Regions from separate parts of the Sus scrofa genome. Here region 2 is linked to region 1. The links are chromatin contacts, called in public Hi-C maps. All regions are on one chromosome and are shown on one strand. Each heading gives the region's core, a stretch centred on a gene start, on an enhancer-like site or on the middle of the called end of the contact. The rest is flanking DNA. Distances are from core to core; before and after follow the strand shown.

Region 1 (4,168 bases), core at 420-2,919:
GTGTGGGTTTGATCCCTAGCCTGGAAACTTCCATATGCTGTGGGTGTGGCAAAAAAACAAAAATTAAAAATTAAAAATAAATTTAAAAGGAGTTCCCGTCGTGGCGCAGCGGAAACGAATCCGACTAGGGACCGTAGGGTTATGGACTCTATCCCTGGCCTTGCTCAGTGGGTTAAGGATCCGGTGTTGCCGTGAGCTGTGGTGTAGGTTGCAGATGCAGCTCAGATCTGGTGTTGCTGTGGCTCTGGTGTAGGCCGGTGGCTACAGCTCTGATTAGACCCCTGGCCTGGGAACCTTCATATGCTGCGGCCCTAAAAAGACGGAAGACTAAATAAATAAATAAATAAATTTAAAAACTTAATCTTGGTCCAGGAATTAACTCATCAGAGATGTGGCCACTTTTTTTAATTTATTATTTTTATTAAAGTGTAGTTGATTTATAATGTGCCAATTTCTGCTGTACAGCAAAGTGACCTATCGTACACACACGATGTGGCCACTTTGATGTTGATTCACCAGGCTTTAGGTGGGCTTGTAATTATGTTTAGCCTAGGTACAGTTTTAGGTTTTCTCTACAAAAAGAGTACTTAAACCTTGGAATTGTGTGACTTAATGGCCCCATGTAGCTTTAGTCATGGGTTTAATCTGAAAACCGCTTGTGCTCAGAAACAAAATGATTCTGGGTGTTTGTCTGCTGCGGTGCTTATTGGAACTCTGTGCCCTGCTCAGAGAAACTGGCAGGTGATGGGAGCGGCATGCCTGCCTTGCATCTCCCTGCTAAGCGGGTCCTATTTAGGAGAAAAAAGAATTGATTTTCTTCCTGATTTTCAATCAGAAAAAAAAATTTCTTAAGGATTCAAAGCTCTCAAATATTACAATCAGTATTAATGAAAAGTGTCCAAGTGACAAACCACGCAATGAACATTTTTAGTGAAGATAAGTCTAACCCAAACCCAGACATTTGCAAACACTAAAGCAATTACATTTGGACTTTTAAAATGCAAACATAATTTATGGGACTAGGAAGGGAAAGCAAAATTGGTGTATTACATCACTCGAGCAGAATAAAGAAACTTTTTTTGGCAGTACTGCAGCACTCAGAAATTCCCAGGCCAAGGATCGAACCCATGCCACAGCAGAGACCTGAGCTGACAATATCGGATTCTTAACCCGATGTGCCCCCAGGGAACTCTCTGGAATAAAGAAGCTTTTATTGATGATGGTTTCTAGTAAGTTAGGTGCCTGCAATTCTGGGCTGGCTCCCTGGGGGGCTGGATAAAGAAGTGGTATCGAAATAACAAGTTAGACAAGCAGCCAGAAACAAGTGAAATGGAGATTTATAAAGACATATATGCAGCTGAAAGAAAGGAGAAGCATACGTGAAACCAATCCAGGGAGGGATGACTTAGTGAGGACAAGAGACTCTCCAGGCCTTAGATCTGATCATGATGCTTTCCAGCCCAATAAGCTTCCCACTGTCTTTAAAATAACCAAATCCTCTTAGGACAACCTGCATCTGAACCACCTTTCAGGCCAGAGGCCTTCAGATCTCCTTGCCAAAAGTAGCCATGGAATAGACCTCAAATTCAGGGGCCCAAACTCTTATCTTCATCTGACCTAACCCTCTCACATTGCACAAGGTACCTGTCCAGAGCAAGCCCTTTGCCAAATCCTCTGCCTAGCTCCCTGTGCCCTCGTTATGCTGAATTACATACACCTTCTTTCAGCACCTGTAGCATTTTTCTCTGTGGCATTGATTCTCTGTTTGGGCACTGATCTTGTTCCACAGGCCCCAGCAGGTCATTAGCCTTCCATGGAAGTTAACCTGGCTTAGTGGTCCCTGTACCCCTGGGCCCATTATTGTGTCTGGCACATACCAGTCACTCAAAAATCTCTGATGTCCTGGTGAGGATGTCATTGTTCACTGTGGCCAAAAATTAAACAACAAATTGGATCTATCTGGGAAGTATAAAGGGCTGTGGAAACCAGGACCAGAACATGCAATGAGCTCTCAGGTGACCATCTTGAAACTTGAAGCAGGTGAATGGACTAACAAGAAAGGAATGTGACTGCAAGTTGCAGGAATTTGCCGGAATCCTGGCAAGAAGATACAAACAAACTATGAAAAACAAACTATAAATTCTTGGTATGGGTGGGACAGAGAATGAAATTGGGGAAATATATAATAATTACAAGCCATTGATGGCTTTTATAAATGTAATCCTTTAAAATATATCTTTAATGCCCAAACAGGTAGACACTTAGCGCCTGTAGGGCTGCATGAAAAGCGGGCTCCACGAAAAGCGGGCTCCACGATCAAAATAAGTTAGGGCAACATAGCCAACACAGCCTCCCTTTGGGAGCGCCACCAGTGCAATAAGAAAGGCACCAGGTCTGCAGTAAAGATATCTGCTTAACTTGGTTAAACTTAGTACTTCCTTTCTTCCTTCACAGTACCCATTAAAATTCCCCATAACTTACATACTACAGAACACATTTTGGGAACACGTCTGTTCTAAACAGCTTAGAGATTTAGGCAGAGTATATAAAGAATTACTATTTTCATTTTATAGAGGTGGTAACAAAGACTAAGGAAAATAGATTTGTTTAAACAACAAATGCTGGAAAGGGTGTGGAGAAAAGGGAACCCTCCTACACATTTGGTGGGAATGTAAGCTGGTGCAGCCACTGTGGAAAACAGTACGAAGATTCCTCAGAAAACTAAAAACAGAATTACCGTATGATTCAGCAATCCCACTCCTGGGCAGATATCCAGACGAAACTATAACTCAAAGAAATACATGCACCCCTATGTTCATAGCAGCACTATTCACAATAGACAAGACATGGAAAAAACCTAAATGTCCATCGACAGATGAATGGACACAGAAGATGTCGCAGACACGGCTCAGATCTCGCATTGCTGTGGCTGTGGTGTAGGCCGGCAGCTACAGCCCCAATTAGACCCCTAGCCCAGGAACCTCCATATGCTGCGGGAGTGGCCCTAGAAAAGGCAAAAAGACAAAAAAACAAAACAAAACAAAACAAAAAAACACCCATTTGCATAAACGAATCACTTTACTGTGCAGCAGAAATTAATACAACATTGTAAATCAATTATACCCGAACTGAAAAAAAAGAAAATAGATTTGCTTAGAGTCACGCAGATGAAAAGCCACAGAGCCATGCATTAGTGAATTTCATATTTGTCGTTTGTGTCTAACATGAGCCAGGCAGTGTGGTTGGCACCAGGTCCCCATTCTAGGGTTTAGGCTACCTTTCCCAATCTCAGGTCCCTGAATCCTAGACTGTAAGAACTAAAAGGGTCCCTAAGAGAGCATTTAGTGCAACCACCTCATTTTCAGAAGAGGACAGGGAATCTCAAAAAGGCTAAACCACCTTGTGTCATTCTACAAATAAAAGGAGGCGGAATTGGGATTCAAAGCCGGGGTGTGATCTCCTGGCTCGCTTCTCCCAGTTCACCACTCTGACTTCAGAAATGCTCTCAAAATATACAACCTAATGTGCTTTGGAAATCCTTCTAAGACCTTTTATTTTTCACTTCAACCGAGTCTTGCTAGGATTCCAAAGCCAGCAGAAACCCAAATGAGGACGGTGTTGATGCTGCTTAGAAAATACTAAGGAACGTTTTGCACTTAGAATCATTTCCCTGGCATATTTAATACATTGAAGGCCATTTACATATTTCCATGAGCAATCAGACTTTTTCTATGAACTAAAAAAATTATACGTTTCCAAAGCTGTGTGTTTTTGTTGGACATGTCTCAGTTTAACGTCTTGGGGAGCTGAGAATGCTTTTGTTTTGGAAAATTCATGTTGGAACATGAACTTATATCAGGCCTGAGATCCCCTCCAGGGAAGTGTTTCTTCCTTTCTTTTGTCTACAGATCTGATGAACGATATGAATCCTCTGTCCCAGAAAAAAATTATATGTGAGTACAGCGTTGCCTGCCATTTCAGAAGGTTCTCAGAACCCATGAAAACTCCCGCTGTAGCATATGACTTGGCAAAAATCACCTATGAACCTGCTTCCTTCTTGATTTTGTCTTGATTTTACGCCCAGTGTCTCTATTTGGGGGCTGCCCTCATGTGTTAAGGGATATGGGTCCCTGAGCCTGGAGTGATCAAAATTTACCTTCAAGTTTCC
Region 2 (4,251 bases), core at 235-2,734, 160 kb after region 1:
ACTGAATGTTCTTCGGGGACCAGGAATTGAGATAATAAAACTACAATACTAGGCTAAAAAGTGCTATACCTTAAAAAGTGCCACAGGAATTCAGACATTGGAGAGGATGAGAAGAGTTTTGAAGGAGCAGGGCCTTTGCAAGTCTATACCTTCTACTTAAAACTGTCCACCTCCCCTTTTCCAGGTTTTAACTTTAAGTCACTTTTGCAGATAGCTCTCCTATTACTTGGGCTAACACCCGGCTTACCTCATCTCCCTTCCCAGACACTAGCTCTTACTCAGTTCACAGCACTTGACACAATCTACGATTGTTTTGCGTACTATTTTTATCCCTTCCTTCCCACTTAGCCTTTAAACTTCAGGATGGCAGGAACAAGTGTGCCTTGTTCGCTGGGTGTGCCAGGCATAAAATACGTCCTCAATAGATATTTGTTGGGTGACCGAATGTAAAACGGGAAGTCAAAAAAGGGTACTGGTGGAGTTCCCGTCGTGGTGCAATGGTTAACAAATCCGACTAGGAACCATGAGGTTGCGGGTTCGATCCCTGCCCTTGCTCAGTGGGTTAACGATCCGGCGTTGCCGTGAGCTGTGGTGTAGGTTGCAGACGCGGCTCGGATCCTGCGTTGCTGTGGCTCTGGCGTAGGCCGGTGGCTACGGCTCCGATTCGACCCCTAGCCTGGGAACCTCCATATGCCACAGGAGCGGCCCAAGAAATAGCAAAAAGACAAAAAAAAAAAGGGGGGGGTACTGGTGGAGGGACGGGAAAAAGCTGCGTATCGGGACAGGATTCCTAGCATAGCTCTTCCTCCGAAATGCTCCGGGCCATCTTTGGACTCTGGGCTACAAGTGCCCAGGAAGGGTCCTCAGGGGCGGGACGCCCTTTGTCACCCTCCCGAGGGCCGGAGCTTTTCCTCCCTCGGCTCCGACCGGGCCCAGAGTCCGGACCTACACCGCGCGGGGGCCCCATCACTTCCGGCCCCCCACACCCACTCCAGGCCGGGGGACCAGAACCGGACTCCCCCGGCCCCTCCTCCATTCGCAGGGCTGGTGGACCGTTAACCGCCCGCGCCCCCGCCCCGCTCCCCCGCCCCGGTCACCCCATTCATCCCGCGGCAGCACCCGCCAATCACCGCGCACCTACGGCGTTGCATCTGGCGATGGGGCGGGGCCTCGCCGGGCGCGCGCGCTCACCCCTTCCCCGCCCCGGGCTCGCGCTAGGCCCGGGTCACTCCCGGGCAATGACCGGCCTCAGCCCCGATCTGACCTGGCGGGGATTGGGTCCCGGGTGAGGAGGCGCCCTGCGAGGGAGGAGTCCTGGGATGTGAGAGTATCCGGGGCCCTGGGGGAAGAATGGACAGTGGTCCAGACTTCGGTGGTCCCAGGCCCCCCTGGACCCAGGGCATCCAGATGGACACATAGGACGCCCCCAGTCCCTAAACGCCCCACTTGGTGGAACTGCGTGAGGGTGGCGGGCGGGGGGGTGGAAGCGGTGATGAAGCAGCTAGAAAATGTGCCCCTGGGCAGCTCAGCCCAAGTGTGCTGCTGGGGAGGGACTGTGGAGAGAAGCCTGAAATCCTTACTCATCTTTCACAGTCATCTTTTATAATCCGGGAACTAACCGAATTGGTAGACTTTGTTAGTGGTTGTCCAGGCTGCCCCAGAGTTTAGGGTAAAACAAAAGGCTGCTTTGTTGAGGTTAAAATTTTATTTACCTTTTGTATCCTCATAAATTGTGTGATACTGAAAAATTTCTCATAGTATATTTCACATTTTTTTCCCCTTCTGAGATATCCTTACAATGTCTTCTTACCAGGAAGGACTAAAAGGAAACCTACTGGCTTTTCTATTGGTGACAAAGGTAACTCCCTTCTTTCTCCCTTGCCCTTCTCCCCCCTAAAAACCTTAAAGACACAGAAAGCAGTTTGATCACAAACTGCTACTAGGTATTTTCCCTTCTCACCAGTTGTAGGAATAGGTTTTAGTATACCCGTTTTAGATGTTAAAATAGGAGTTCTCCTTGTGGTTCAGCAGTAACTAACCAACTAGGATCCATGAGGATGTGGGTTCCACCCCCGGTCTCAGTGGGTTAAGGATCCCATGTTGCTGTGATCTGTGGTGGTCACCTATAAGGCTCAGATCTGGCTTTACTGTGGTGTAGGCCGGTAGCTGTAGCTCCTCTTTAGCCCCTAGCCTGGAAGCTTCCATATACTACACTTGTAGCCCTAAAAGACAAATAAAATAAAAAACAGATGTCAGAACAGGCTCAGAGCTTAATCTGGCTAAGGTCACAGTTTGTATGTCACACAGCTTGGGCCCTTTCCACACTTTCCCCCTCAGGTCATGAAATCCACAGCAATTGGAAGGTAGAAAGAAATCTAATGCTTTTGGCACCCTTAGCTAAGGTACATCCACTCCAGGACAATCACTTCTTGGAGGTGGATTTGCATTTCTTTTGGGGGGGGGGCACACCCTCAGCATATGGAGGTTCCCGAGCTAGGGGTCTAATTGGAGCTGTAGCTGCCAGCCTATACCACAGTCACAGCAACGCGGGATCCGAGCCGAGTCTGCGACGTACACCACAGCTCACGGCAACGCTGGATCCTTAATCCACTGAGCAAGGCCAGGGATCCAACATGCGTCCTCATGGATGCTAGTCGAGTTTGTTATTGCTGAGCCACAATGGGAACTCTTGCATTTCTTAAGAATCCTGTTAAGTATATAGTTTTCATGCCAGGACTTTGAAGGAGAGTTCCTTGAAGCTCTGAAGTGCCAGGTCACATATGGGCTGATGCCTTTTGTAACCTTAGCCTGACCTGAAACAAAATCCCTTTTCATAATTAAGTATTGCCAGCCCGGATGCCGGAGGGCTGCCAAGGTCTTATTCAGGGACTTCAGCCTTTGTGGCAAGCAGAGTACAGAGAAGTTGGATCAAAGACAGAGTGAATTAGGTCACAGAATGCTTTTTGGAGGGAGAAAGTAGCAAACTATGATTAGACTTTGAACTCAGTCTGATTTAACCGATTGGCCATGTCTGTCTGCTCCATATCCATGCTACAGGCACACAAGAATGAGCATGAAGGTTTTCCTGCCCTCTGGAAAAGAGGTGAGGCACATCAGTGAGCTGAGCATGAGTAACAACAGTAAAGGAAGGCAGTACCTAAAGTGACAGTAGATAAATACAAGGCAAGAATTATGGTTGAGCTTTGACAAAGCAGCAGGGGTCAGGTCCAAGAAGGAAGGAGGTCCAAGCTGAAGAGTTGAGACATTTCTTCCCCAAACAGTCAAAGTGATCTTTAAAAAAGAAATGCCAGCCCAACATCCTGAAACATTCTTTAAGAGCTTTCCTGTTGCACTTGGTACAAACCCCCAAATCCTTATGATGATGTTAAGACCTGTACGTGCTGGGTCCTGCTTCCTTGCCCATTCTCCTCACTGTCTACACCGAGTCCTGTTTACCTGTCCATGGGGGGCCCCACTGTCTACACTTGCACCATACTACTGATCTCTTTGTTTCTCAGAGCTGAAACTTTTTCTCACCCCAGGCTCTTTACACACCCTGAACTCTGCCTGTCACTTTACTGCCCTGCCCCTTCTTTCAGTAGGTCATCTGTCCTTCTGTCTCAGCTTAAAGTTGCTTCCTCTGGGAAGCTTCTCTTCTACATAAAACACACTATTATAACTCCTATCAGATCTTCCCCTCACCCAAGTACTTATCAAAAATTTTAAGATATTATTCGTGTGATGCTCTTTGACATCTGCCTGTCCTGTCATCACACTCTTTTTCGCCATATGGGTATATTTTATAAACAATTTAGGTGTGTGTGTATATACATGTGTGTGGGTATGCATTCTCTCTCTCTCTCTATATATATATATATGTACACACACACACACACACACACACACACACGTGGTTATTTGTTTTTAATGTCTGCTGGCCCCACCTTTTCCTTTTTTTGGGCTCCATGGAAAAATGGATTTGTTTCCCATTATATCCAGCGGTTAGCACAGTGCTTGGCACATTGTCAGTGCACAATAAATGTTTTTTTGAATTAATGTTCAGGATCATTCAATCTAGAATACATGTTGGGGAAGACTGGGAAGCAGACTGAGGAAGGTAGGATGGAGCAGATTGTATGGGGCCAAAGAGAGGCATTTCTACCCAATTAGTTAGACCTTATCAGTATGGGTGGGAGCCACTGGCCCTATGTGTGTACTGAACACTTGAAATGTGAATGAGGAACTGAATTT

The links. A called contact is a pair of places that touch in the nucleus more often than the background predicts.
Region 2: a Hi-C map of liver shows a contact between it and region 1, with 2.4 times the contacts expected there. The contact joins two enhancer-like sites. A contact is called at or near these places in 1 of 5 promoter capture datasets (fetal liver) and 2 of 47 Hi-C or Micro-C datasets (both in liver).

What each region holds. Positions count from the first base shown.
Region 1 is chr7:46,781,157-46,785,324 of Sscrofa11.1, forward strand. All of the region lies in intron 2 of GCM1 (chorion-specific transcription factor GCMa), which reads right to left. Among named protein-coding and RNA genes, the nearest start is that of GCM1, 15 kb to the right of the region's middle. Within about 2 kb of position 1,670, at least 1 of the 83 cell types and tissues checked has an H3K27ac peak or open chromatin away from gene starts, as enhancers often do. A contact at or near this core is called in liver, where this site is marked.
Region 2 is chr7:46,944,852-46,949,102 of Sscrofa11.1, forward strand. The region is part of intron 2 of LOC106504565 (a long non-coding RNA gene); the gene reads right to left. Among named protein-coding and RNA genes, the nearest start is that of ELOVL5, 14 kb to the left of the region's middle. Within about 2 kb of position 1,485, at least 79 of the 83 cell types and tissues checked have an H3K27ac peak or open chromatin away from gene starts, as enhancers often do. A contact at or near this core is called in liver, where this site is marked.